Regions from separate parts of the Oryza sativa genome. Here region 1 is linked to region 2. Evidence: chromatin contacts called from public HiCAR-type data. All regions are on one chromosome and are shown on one strand. Each heading gives the region's core, a stretch centred on a gene start, on an enhancer-like site or on the middle of the called end of the contact. The rest is flanking DNA. Distances are from core to core; before and after follow the strand shown. Region 1 holds the start of LOC4324829 (nematode resistance protein-like HSPRO1). Region 2 holds the start of LOC4324856 (ras-related protein Rab2BV).

Region 1 (6,823 bases), core at 3,146-5,645, 480 kb before region 2:
GGAAATAATAGTTAATTTTACTCTCTTGAACTATTTGATTTGAGAAATTATCTATTTATAAACTGTTTTTTCCTCATTACCAGTAAACTATAAAATATGATCCATTTTACTGCTTAGTAGATTTTTTACTCTTTGTATCTTCTTTTCATGTTGATTTTTGAGTTGTATTTTTTTAAGCCAACGATGACACTATTACTAAAGCTCAAAAATATTTTCAAACATTTTCATGACTATTTGTTTGGACTTAGAAATCTCGATGTTTAAATTAATCTTAGATGCTTCCAACCTATATAAACAGGTTTAGAAAAAAAAAGTTCTTAGAAAAATGTTTAGAGGCAGGGTGTATTGCACGTCCCAAACTTTGTCATTTAGGTGCAAACACAACGCCTTAGTCACGTGAGCATGTGGCATACAACATCAAAGGTAATCACCTTTTACTGACGTGGCGACTATATGGCGGTGTTGACTTGGTCCTCGTCATACGTAGCGCCATGTGGTGACCACATAAGCGTCATGTCAACACCACGTAGGACGAAGATCATGTCAACACCACGTCAGCGAAACCACCCTCCAAAATCGTCGAGGGAGTCAAGTTACACCGGTTTTAATAGTTGGAGGTCAAGATATTGTGGTTTAAGGATACGAATTAGATTTGATCACTAGTTAAGGGACTCAAAGTGAACTTATTAAAAAAAAAGGTGTTTGGACTTAGCTTCGGCTTGGTCTTTTAGGTTGGGACTAGGCTCAAACCTGACTTTTTAGCTTGAGCTAGGGTGCACAATTCTATTTGAATTTCTTCCGTAATTCGAAGCTCCCGGAACCACTTGGTTTTATAAAATCCTTTATCGAAATTCTTCATATCAATGGGCTTGTATTTTGACCCTAAACGAAATTGTGAACCTTGGTGTAGTAAAAATGGCTTCAGTGATGTCTGAAACTAAGGGTAGATACTCGACGTAATGTCTGCTTGGAAGCATAAACCAATGATTTTCATAGTACCCTACGCAATACAGTACCGTGCGAATTGGACTAGTCTTCAAATCAAACCAGATAAGATCATGAGCTGCCATGTACGGTGAAACGGTTGCCAGCTCGTCGGCTTGGTCATCTCAGCCGGCGCGCACCGATGACCGATGCCCCCTCGCAGCATATGGCCGAGCTGGGCATCGCACATGATGGGCCTCGTCTAATCCCGTAGTGCGCCGCGGCCCGTGCGGCACGCCATGTGCGACGAGGCCTCCCCTTATCTGGAACGCCGAAAACTGAAAGCCCTTGTGCCCCACACACACACCGCCGAACTTCTGTCGTTAGCCTTCTTTCCTTCGTCCGACCCAGATCCCGCATCACGAGAAGGCGCGTCGGCTAGGGGACGGAACGGAGAAAACGAATGTCGCGTTTGCACCGGCGCAATCCAATCCCAACCCCAGTTGCCGCCGTCGCCAGCACAAGTACGCCAGTCGGTCACACCGCACCACTACGCTGCGCTGTGCAGCCGACGCGCATCGGCTCATGCACAGCACGCACCCTCGGAGTCGCGGACCGGGGTAAACTCGTGAGAACGCTCGCCAACCGCTAGCTGTCACCCGCGTGTGCCGGCGTGCGTCGCGTCCGGCAACAGCGGGTTAACCGGCGAGGCGCGCGCCTCCTCGCTCGTGGCGGGGCGTCCCTGTCTCCCCTCAGCCTAGACACGTCGCCCTCGATCGGTGATCGAGTGATCGACGTACGGGACACCGGGGCCGCGATCGGATCGGTTTTCTTGGGAGATCGAGAGCTCTTTTTCACGACAGCGACGGACGTGCGTTTGCGTGAAAGTCTTGTCCGCCTAGAAACTTAACGAGCTAATCCTGGTGACGGATTGGTCAGATACTCGGATCGGGTCGTGGACGTTTACCGGCCGGTCGTCCTTGTCCATTCGTTATTCGTACTAGCGCGCAGGCGGCAAGGAAGGGAGGCGTCGGAGGCCGGCTGGTCAGCTACTACTACCTTCGTAAGCTCTTATCCGGAAATCATGATGAGATGTTATTGGTGGCCATAATCTTGGCCCCGTATCGGCATGGACCCGGCCTCCCTTCCCAGACGTCACGACTCACGCGCCGGAGCCCAGCCGTTGATGCACGAATTATGGCCCTCGACGAAACGACCGTGACGGGTTTTAATGGCGGGTTCATGCACATGCACGAGCACGCTCGTTGCCAGTTGGGATCATGCACCACCCTCGGTATAAAGAGGGGTCAATGTTATCCACAATGCAGTTGTAGCGGCTGTTCGCGGTTCATGGGTTGAGAGGCGAGTACTCTCGGAGTCAGAGAGAAACCGATCTGAATTTTTCGCATGCCCGTTTCCTTCATTGAGTAAACTAATCCCTTGAAAACAAATACCATATGATGTCTCTATACGTTTGAGGTAATCATTTGAACTCGCATGCACAGTTATGTATACTGAAACGTTGCGTAACTGAACAAAATCAGTCGGTGCACGTCATATGCTCTGTCGCACAGGGTAACTTAGGCAGGTAATCTGCCGACCTTACATGCTTTTCATCTCGCGTACGAGCACGTCTTCTTCAGCTAAAAAGCCTCAACCCGTCCCCAGCTAGCCTGTATCGATCTCCATCTCTCCTGGATATGCACAAAAACCTATTCTCAACCTCCCATTCCTCCGGTCAACTTAAAAAAAAAAACGCATTCGTACTTATCGCGAAAATACCAATCCTCCAAAATTGAATTAATTTACGCCACTAACTAAACAGCACAGGTCGTCGTGGAATATACTAGGTCAACCAATATGAAAATCCACTCGAGCGATAAGCACCGCGAATAGCAAGGCGACACATGGCAAAACACGGCGCTTCCCTCCCAAATCAACGCATTACGCATATCCACCCAACCTTCTTGGTTGCTTCGGCTACTGCCGGTTCTGACTAGTAGGAGGCTGGGGAGCAGGGCCGCGCGGTGTCTCGGCGCGTACGCCGTCAAAGTTCGGCAGCGCTCGCGGACGGCCGGGCGGGCGGTCGTCCGGCAAATCCACGCCACGACCGCTGAATTTTCGGTCGCGGCGGCGATCGACCCGCTGGTGGAATTTGAGCGTGGGTGACGGTGGAATTTGAGCGTGGGTGATGGGCTAGGTGCACGTCGTATCAGCATTGCATTGCGACGCCCTACTGAAATTGATCCGGTTGTTTCGCACTAGCCAATAGACACACGACTACACGAGCTGCTGCCTACTTGGGCTTGGTTTAGTGCGTTACGACAAGACAACTTTTTTGCTGAGATAATTAGGAGAGAGATACTTAGGCGTCAGTATAACCGAAAGTTCACAGTAAGTGAAGTAGTAATTGTGTAGTGCATATGGGATTATTTCCACCGACCGTGCTTAATTTATGGTTTAGAACTGTCGACCCCGTCTATAAGTGGTATCACACAGTCGTTTTGAGTATAGTGTAAAGAAGGCCATAGCATGCAGTCTAGATTGGTTGTATTTGTATTCTTACGTGCTCAACAACCCGAGAAGATAAGGAGAAAGCTCAGAAAGACAACTTTAAACGCTCACTACATATTACAAAATTGGTTGACAAGAACGTTTGGTGCTAAATAAACCGAAGAGGGAAAACTCAGTTGAGGTCAACTGCCTATCCTAGATATCTATCACTACCGAAAGCCGGGCGGGGCGAAACTGCAAAAGCCTTTCGATGAAAGTTACGTACGCTCACGATATGGAATAACATATAGGAAAATAACAGAGCTACGACGTCGTTCATTGACGATATTGCCGACCCAAAATCATCATACATGCTGCGCCGTTCGCTTCGGGAACTAGTATTCCAATATAGAATCATCCACAAGTATAAACCACAAGCAAAGTAGGGCAAGCGAACGAAGTTTTCATTTGATAGTATTCTTTTACGAGACTAGCGAGAGAAACAGAGACGCCGTTTATCCATTCAGCGAACCTCGTTCGTGCCGGCCTACCTAGGGTGGGCAACGCAAGTGCGCAACGGATAGAGATGTCCGCGTTAAGCATTACATCGAATACAACGTCGGCGTGAGCTGCCCCAACGCAAGAGAACATCGCGATTCACGACGACCTGGACATCACGAGGCCACGAGCGCATCCGCCGTTCACAGTTCACACAACTAGAGGTCACCTCTCCTTCATCCGGATAAGCTCAAGATCTCTTTCTTTTCTCACTTTGCACGATTATTTATTGCCTTTCTCTGCGAACGCCAGCCACAGGCACAGGGCCCGGCCCACCCGCGGTTTCCAAAATTGAATTTCGAATCACGCTGCAGCAGCGTGGCCCACACGCCATGCTGGCACGCTCCCCTTGTACAGCTGTAATACTCCACTTCCACCTAGCGCAGCAGTATATAAAGACGACTCATCTGCTAATTCTCGAGGCCAAACTCAAAGACAAGCGAGGATTAGCGATCGATAACTGGAGGGAGTATACAGTTGGAAAATTCAAACTAGACGCTGATCATATCGAGGGAGAGTTCAACTCAACTGGAGCGCGGAGATGGCAACGCCCAAGCTGTCCCCTGTATCGCCGGTGCGGCCGGAAGATAAGCAGCGCGCGTCCTCCTCGTCGTCGTCGGGGGCGGTGGCTGCGCCTCTGAGGGTGCAGGACGATACGGCGGTCGAGGAGTACGAGCAGTACCTGCGGCTTCCGGAGCTCGCAAGGCTGTGGAAGGATAGGTGCTGTCCGGAGTGGGCCGACGAGGGCCTCGTCAAGCCGGCGCTGCAGGCGCTGGAGATCACCTTCCGCTTCATCTCCGTCGCGCTCTCCGACCCGCGGGGCTACGCCAGCCGCCGCGAGCTCGCGCGGCGGCTGGAGGCGCTCGCGGCAAGGGAGGTGGAGCTGGTGGCCGCGCTCTGCGAGGGCGAGCAGTGCCCGCCGCTGGCCGAGCTGAGCGCGTCCAAAGGCGTGCTCCCGCGGGAGCGGAGCGCGTCTGAGGTGTGGAAGATTCCCGGTAGCGCCGCCGCGGTGGTGTGCCAGGTCAGCGAGGCCAGCCTGCTCCCGCGGCTCGCCGCTTGGGACAAGTCCGAGACCGTGGCGGCCAGGATCAAGTACGCCATCGAGAGCCAGATGCAGGGCTGCGTGTTCACCCTCGGCCTCGGCGAGCCCAACCTCGCCGGCAAGCCGGTGCTCGAGTACGACCGCGTCGTGAGGCCGCACGAGCTGCACGCCCTCAAGGCGAAGATCGCGCCGGAGCCCAAGACCGGCTACCGCAACAAGGAGAACGAGGCGCTGTTCACTATCCACCAGATACTCGAGTCCTGGCTGTGCGCGGCCTCACAGCTTCTCACCCGCCTAAACAACCGGATCGAAGCAAGAAACTGGGAGGCCGCGGCGAGCGACTGCTGGATCCTGGAACGCGTCTGGAAGCTGCTCGCCGACGTCGAGGACCTGCACCTGCTGATGGACCCGGACGACTTCCTGCGGCTCAAGAGCCAGCTCGCAATACGGGCGGCACCGGGCTCCGACGCGTCCTCCTGCTTCCGCTCCAGGGCGCTGCTGCACGTCGCTAACGCCACGAGGGACCTCAAGAAGCGTGTGCCATGTGTGCTTGGCGTCGAGGTGGACCCCAACGGCGGGCCGAGGGTGCAGGAGGCAGCCATGAGGCTGTTCCACAGCCGGCGGCGCGGCGAGGGCGAGGAGGCCGGCAAGGTGGAGCTGCTGCAGGCGTTCCAGGCCGTGGAGGCGGCGGTGAGGAGGTTCTTCTTCGCGTACCGGCAGCTCGTGGCGGCGGTGATGGGCACCGCGGAGTCGTCGACCAACCGCGCGCTGTTCTCGCCGGCGGAGGAGATGGACCCCCTGGCGCAGATGTTCCTCGAGCCGCCCTACTTCCCCAGCCTCGACGCCGCCAAGACGTTCTTGGCCGACTACTGGGTACGGCGGATGGCCGGTGACGGTGACTCTGCTTCGTCCAGGCGAAGCTGAGCGGCGGAAATAGTGGCGGATGGATGCCGCCGGACCCTGAATTTTGCAGTCTTTCAAGGTTGATGATACATTTAATACATTTATGATTTATTTCTGTAGGGTAGTGGTCGCGTTCATCTTTCAGTTCGAGTAAATGTTTTATTGGGAGACATTTTGGTTTAGATTTGATTACTAGATGGTAACGGGAAAATGATCTAGGATCATATATTTCAATTAGAGTACTGATGATGTATATAATGCTCTGTAAATATGTTTCAATGGATTATGTGTCCGATATTGATAATGTTTGATGTACTACGAATTGTTTCAAAGGAAAAATTATTTCCTAATCAGATAGTAGTATTTTTTATATATGTTTATATACCTAGTTACAGCAATGCTCTATAAATGTAATCCTGGTGATGAATCAAATCAAGAGGATGTGGCTCAGGCCATCTTTTGAGACTTAAGCTGACCATGTCCTAATAGAAGATTTGAGCGGACTTGGTATATATGGACATGAGTTAGAGTATGCAACTAAAAGTAACGACCGAGCTGTTTATGTAATACTTGCACATGACAGATTTGGAAGAACAATCAATTACCCCCTCATCAACAGAGAAAAAAAAAGGAAGAAATTCCAGCGACTAATCCGGACATCACAAAACCGATAAGGTAGACCATAGAGGAAAAAAACAGCATTCAGCCAAAGATCATTGTACTGAAGCTATACAACCGCATTTTTACAGCTTATCTAACTGACTAACATGCCAACTACTACAGGAAGGGTTAAGGAAGGTTCAAATTAAGTAGGCTGCTTCTAGAATCTAGACGTGTTAGACACAATTTCGCCGTTCCTTACGTTCAAAGAACCGGTCCAAGTCCAACTAGATATGAACTAGC
Region 2 (6,834 bases), core at 147-2,646:
ACCTCTGCTCTCTCTAACAACTTATGGGTGGGGGACATCCGTGGCGTTCTCACGGTCCCTATCATTTCCCAATTCCTCGTGATCTGGGACACGGTGTTTTGTGTCCAGCTCTTAGCGTTGGACAAGCGATTGGTGTTACTTGGCTTACCAGACATTTTTCCTCGGCCAACACTCCTTTGCTTGCGCCAATCTACTTTGTCAGGCTAAAGGCCCTGCTAAGTGTAAGCTTTTCCTGTAGCTTGCGTTCCAAAAGTGCCGCTGGATGACCAACCTTCTTCTAAAGCGTGGTATTGACAGCCACTCAGTCTGTCCCCTCCGTGCCCAAGAAATGGAGACGGTGAATCACATCCTACTTGATTGTGTTTTCGCTCACCAGGTCTGGCATCATGTTCTGTCTCCTCCTGGCTAGCCTGACCTTGTCCCCTCCCGTGGTTGCTCACTCTAGGTCTGGTGGCCGACTACTAGGGCCTGCTTGTCAGAGCACCTCATAAGGGTTTCAGCTCCCTTGTACTCCCGATATCTTGGCAGCTGTGGAAGGAGTGAAACTCTGGGGTGTTCGATTTCTCTCTCTCTCTCTCTCTCTCTCTCTCTCTCTCTCTCTCTCGTTGGTTTCAGTAGTGTTGGAGTCTGTCTTTTAGGAAGGCCGTCTGTGATCATCTGCTAGTGGTACTGCTTTTGGGGGCTTTCTAGGAATATAGTGGGGCTACTCCTCTACCATCCCTCGCTATAGGAGTTTTTTGTTTTTAAGTAACCTTTCCCCTTGTCACTTTTTTCCTTTTTCGATTTTTTCTTCCCCTGTCCCCCCTGCAACACCCTTCTAGACGTTTTGCATTGTGTAACTAAACTCCGTCTTCTTCTATTATATTGACGTGTATTTCTTTTAGCGTGTTAGTGAAAAAAGAGGGTACCTATGCTATTTGCTACATGCATGAGGCTAACCTCTCACGTTTAGACGTGTTGCTACTGCTAGGTTGCACCCACGTGGCCACGTGTATGTAACGTTAGTGGTGACAGTGTAATAGTGTTTGCATGTCAGTATGTGTGAATGCTTGCATATGTGGGAAAGAAAATATTGTGTTCCAGAAAGTATTCATCTATCGAAAAAAACGAAACTGTATATATCTGCATGGTGTGAAATGCTTGCATTGGGCCGAGCCGTGAAGCCGCCCCGACCCCATACTTTCCGCACGAGCAGGCCGTCGAGGCCGAGGTGGTGACCCATAGATAAGCCCACATAACCAACTCATCAAGCCCACGAACCAAACCGACGAGGCAGGTGATACACGCGGCCACCGACCACGGCGACCACGCACACCACATGGCCACATTCCCCAGATCTGGCAAGCCCGCCCCAGCCAGGGACAAAACGCCGCGCCAGCCGTCGATTGGCTGGCCGAGACGCGACCACCAACAACAACAAGCCGCGCCAGCGCAGAGCGAGCGCGAGCCTCGTCCCCCCCCCCCTCTCTCTCTCTCCTCCCCCTCGGATCTGCCTGCCCTCTGCCCCCACCGTTTCAAACCTCCATTCCCCCAGGCGCACGAACCGAGAGGGTCAGGAGGCGAGGATCGGAGGGGAGATTTTCGTTCGTTCCAGATTCGGGACGTGAGGGGAGGCGGGAGGGGGAGATCATGGCGCACCGGGTGGACAACGAGTACGACTACCTGTTCAAGATCGTCCTCATCGGCGATTCCGGCGTCGGCAAGTCCAACATCCTCTCCCGCTTCACCCGCAACGAGTTCTTCCTCGAGTCCAAGTCCACCATCGGCGTCGAGTTCGCCACCCGCACCCTGCAGGTACCCGCGTACGCGACGCCCACCCGCCCCCCCCCCCCCCCTGATCCCCTTGCTTGCTTGTACAATTTTGCGATTGGCGCGCGTCGTGATGTCGCGTCGGGTTCTTGTGCGTTAGGAATTGAGATCCCGGATCCATGACTGCAGACTCGGACACCCACAGGATTTTTATGGTCGCGTGATTGGGCTGACAATGGCAATACGGCACTTTGTTTGTTTGCATGATATCGCGGTGATGGTACCGGTGGTAATGCCGCGCATATTTCTTTTATGTTTTCGCGAGTTCCTTGTGTTGGAGATGATAGAGATTAGAGAACGGATATACGTGTCATTTCTAGGTTAACACTAGATTGTCAATTCTTTCGAGCAATCCTATTCATGCAGGCATTTTGTTCCCTCTTGGTCCTTCCTAGCAATGCAAATACGAGAGTAGATTATATGCCAAAAGTACATTATGTTAAGAAATGCCAAAAATACGAGTAGATTCATCATACTTTTATACTACATTGGAGGAAAAATGCTACCGCACCAATATGCTGGCCTTCCAACGTCAATTTCGTCAAAGAGGTTATGTCAATCCCTGCCGGATTCATAATCCTAATGCATAATAGCTGTTGTGGGCAACATAGATTGACTAGTATGACCATCTTCTCCGTTTGGTTGGCATAGCACTGATCATTGTATTGTCTCTGAATTAATTGCATTCAGATGACTTCATCACTTCCATACCATTTATGTGCAGTTATTATAAGGCTGGAAATGTCTTTTTTGTTTTTTTTTTCTCAGTCCTTACATTCCTTGAGCACAACCATGTCATTATGCTCTGTTTTGTCCTTCCTGATCCTCTTCTGAGAGTATCAATAATTAGACAAAGAAGGTTATATCTATTACTTTTTGTTTGATCAAACATTTTAAGTGATTTTTTTTTGTTTCTAGCACGCCATCACTTTCTTTTTGCAGCATTTCAGCTTTTAATACATATACATCAGTAAATGGAAAAGAATAACATGGGTTAAACTTTAACCCAAATTTTTAAAGAATCTTGTAAGCCTGTGACACAATTCTTCAATCAGCATTCAGTAATTGGGATTGCAGTGCAGTTTGTAGTTGCCACCAATGTTAGTGTGGTATAACTATATTTGTTGATTAATCAATTGATATATACCCTTCAACCATAGATCTTCCCATGTCCAATCAAAGAAAAAAATATATTGTTCTTAGTACTGATTTGTTTGTATATTGTCATGAAGACATTTTCATCATGTTAAAGTCACCATAATTGTTATTGCCAATCATAGATCTGGAATGCTATCCATTTTTCTCTGTTTATGATTATGCTGAAGCCATACGTGTCTACAGTTCATCTCAGTAAAAGTCTACTATTGTCTTGAGACAGATAGAAGGGAAGACTATCAAGGCTCAGATATGGGACACGGCAGGTCAAGAGAGATACCGTGCAATCACGAGTGCTTATTACAGGGGTGCAGTTGGAGCACTTCTTGTATTCGACATAACAAAGAGGCAAACCTTCGACAATGTTCAGAGGTGGCTGCGGGAGCTCCGGGACCATGCAGACGCCAACATTGTTGTCATGATGGTCGGAAACAAGTCTGACTTAAACCATCTACGATCAGTCCCCGAGGAAGATGGCCATGCGTTCTCTGAGAAAGAAGGTCTCTCCTTCCTTGAGACGTCTGCTCTGGAAGCGATTAATGTGGAGAAAGCATTCCATACTGTATTGAGTGAAATTCACCAGATTGTAAGCAAGAAAGCACTTGCAGCTCAGGAATCCGCGTCTACAAATGGGCGTTCCATGCAAGGAACTACGATCAACGTTGCTGAAGCTCCAGCCGCCACAAAAGGTTCTTGCTGTTCTAGTTAAAAAAGACTTTTCTAAAGGAAAAGATCTTTCGAAGCGTTTGTTTTTGCAGAACTGCAGAACCAAATAGGCTAATACTGGTTTCACATAATCTGTCTTCTCATACCGAAGCCCATGACTGGTACTCCTTATCACAAGGAACATTTCTACCGTACACTATAACCTGCCTGAATCAAAACATTTCCATTTTGTATTTATGAATTAACTTACCATGGCATCCGCTTGTATACTTTGGGGGAATTGAAGAGCATTGTACTATGTAACACTGATTCTTTCCTAGTAACAAAATATTCTTTCCAGCACAATTTTGCTTTCCAGTTCCGTCCGAATGGAACAGCACTAGTTTCGTCTGTATTCATTGTACTCATTTATACTACAGTCTAGATGTGCTGTTAGATGGGTAGTCTAGAAGCCTAGGCTAGCTACAAGCCGCAACATATCAGCATTGCCGGTGTTAGTGCATCACCAATGTATATGGCAAAAATGGTCTATATAGATAGGATTCATATAAATAAACTTTAACTATAGCAATCACAATGTATATGGATACAATGTAACATTAGGAGAAGAGAGAGAGGTAAAGATGGATAATATTATTTATGTCATATAGGTAGTCCATATGCATATGGATATCTTTTGCTATTTCCTTTAATGGACTAGTTGCACAATATTACTAGATGGCTGAATGGAATAGATTATTCCCTATGGACTATTTTGTAGTACATTTTGGATGCCCTTATAGCGGTACAATAAACGACGATAGGATGTCCACGTCGGATTTTTCGGTGACGTGGAGGAGAGAGGGGGGAAGAGAGAGAACGAACGGGTGACTAATTAGTCGCCCGGCTCTACGCACGGCCCAAGGTCGTGGGACCGCATCCGTCGGGATATGCCGCCCTCGTTGCCACAGCTGTTGCCTGCGTCCGTCGATGTCGTCCGCTGGCGCCGCCGCCCTCACCTGCGTCTCTCGACGTCGCCGCCTCACCTGCGTCCGCCGACGCCGCCACTGTCGTCCGCCTGCGTCTCTCGGCGTCGCCGCTGTCATCCGCCTACATCTGCCGGCGCCGCCACCGTCAAATGCATCTCTCGGCGCCGTCGCCCTCACCTGCGTCCGTCGGCGCCGCCGCTGTCGTCCGCCTGCGTCCGCCGACGCCGCCACCCTCACCTGCGTCCGCAGGCGTCCTCATCCCCCTGTGGCCGCCTCCGTCGCCGTCGTGCCGCCGCCATCGCTTGCATCCTCTGCCGTGGCTCTCGTCCACCGCGGCCGCAGCCGTCGTCGTCGCCGCGTCCGCCGCAACTGTGGCCCTCGTCTACCCCGGCCGTCGCCGTTGCCATCGCTTGCATCCTCAACCGTGGCTCTCGTCCATCGCGGCCGCAGCAGTCGTCGTCGCTGCGTTCGCCGCAGCTGTGACCATCATCCGGCCACTGCCATCACGTTGTCACCATCACTTGCTTCAGCCTTGGTCGTGGCCCTCACCAGCCACGACCGTGGCCGCGCCGCCGCGGTCGTTGAGCCGTCGTCGTCTCCCGCGTCCGTCGCATGATGCCCTCGTTCTACACGGCCACCGGCGTCTCCCGTAGTTCCGTATCCGTCGCATGGCCATCTGCCCAAGCCCAAGTGCCCATCTCCAACTACCGCACGCTCAGGCCACAGGCAAGACGAACACAGAAACAGAAGGGGTAGGAGGAAGAAAGAGAATGAGATAAGGCAAGATGGCGGGTCCCACAAAGATAATAAAATAATTGTGTTATAGTAGTTCTATTGTAAGCATGAGCTATGCTATAAATGATGTGGCTATTTTTTAAGAGCCGACAGCGGGCTATATTATTGACTTTGCTCCTAGTAGCGGGAACTAACAACCATATTTGCAGTGTTCTTCTGTCTGGTGAAGAAATAATTGATGGGAGCCGTTCTTGTATTCTGGTCCGGAGTTACAGTGAACTCTGAAACAGCCCATCCGTTCCACTCTATCACCAAACAAATTTTCTTCGGTTGGTTGCTTTCTGATCCATTCATGACTCCATCAGCCTGAGTGCCATGCTCCTTCTGTTCCAATTTTATTGATCGCTCCAGTACCCTTGTTGTCAATAAAATGGCTGTTTGGCTACCATTGGCTGTTTGGCTCGGCCTCTGTTGCTTGCTTGACATGCATGGCATACATGAGCCCCAGCCCTCTGTTGCTTGACATGCATGGCATACATGAAGCCCCAGCCGTGTCATACTAATGGACTTCACATCAGCTGATGGCCTCCCATCAACCACCTGCAAAGTGCAAACTACGCACCTTCGCTGCAACCATCCATCAAAGGCGTTCTGCATCTACGGGACGCCAAGCCTCCTGACTCCATTCATTTTTGCACGGTCGTTCACGCTTCCTGCTTTTGGATTGGAAATGCAGATGTGACTATGAGCAGCTGCTCCGTGGCCTACCACGCTGCCGACCTCTACCGATTCACCACCCCTGCCCTGCCTCTGCCTGCACTCTCCCTAGCTACTCTAAAAAACTAGCAGTAGTAACAAAAGCAACACAGCTGGTAACAGCGGGGAGATTGTTCCTGTTGTGGAGTACTTGTAGGTAGGCAAAAGAGGATAAGAGCAGCTAATAGCGAATTTGATGATTGGGTGCCATTAGTACATGTTCTCCGTTTTCAACTAATAGAGGGCAGTATGTAAGATTACCTGCCTCCGCAACTATTTTCCGTACTGATCTTATTAGCACGTACCTATCGTTGATGTAACTAGGGCCGAAACGGGTGGAGTGGGCCAGTATACACTTCGCGAGATGTCCTGTTCGAGAGAGATTCTATCAGCAACAACTTTTGGAAGAAAAACATGGAAACTTTGGAGGATTTCAATTCTATTTAAAAATTTCCTATGAAGGTCTTTGAAATAATAGATTAAATCATATCATATTATTTGAAATTTCTATGAAATAAACGATCCTATAGAGATTTTAGAGGAAATTTAATAAGAACTAACATCTTGGAAAATATCCTTGGAGTCTATCTTTCTTATATGAATCCTGCGTTTTTATACGATCCAATCAAACGATCATTGATGTGTTTTTCTTGCGTTCTCGTTTTGGATTTACAATCCTATCAGAATCTTATATTTTTTCTATTGCTTTGTTTTTCCATTCGCGTGATTCAAAGGGGTCCTTAGA

Evidence for each region. HiCAR-type assays count read pairs that join an accessible place to other places.
Region 1: a HiCAR-type map of leaf shows a contact between it and region 2, with 2.6 times the contacts expected there. The contact joins the promoter of LOC4324829 here to the promoter of LOC4324856 in region 2. A contact is called at or near these places in 1 of 15 Hi-C or Micro-C datasets (leaf) and 1 of 4 datasets of contacts at active chromatin or transcription factors (leaf).

Annotation. Positions count from the first base shown.
Region 1 is chr1:37,569,135-37,575,957 of ASM3414082v1, reverse strand. It overlaps LOC4324829 (nematode resistance protein-like HSPRO1), which reads left to right and starts at 4,395. Exons shown (of 1, transcript XM_015782520.3): 1 at 4,395-6,823. The coding sequence starts at 4,517. The coding sequence ends at 5,941.
Region 2 is chr1:37,090,230-37,097,063 of ASM3414082v1, reverse strand. LOC4324856 (ras-related protein Rab2BV) reads left to right here and starts at 1,396. Exons shown (of 2, transcript XM_015769471.3): 1 at 1,396-1,794; 2 at 3,188-3,975. The coding sequence starts at 1,630. The coding sequence ends at 3,673.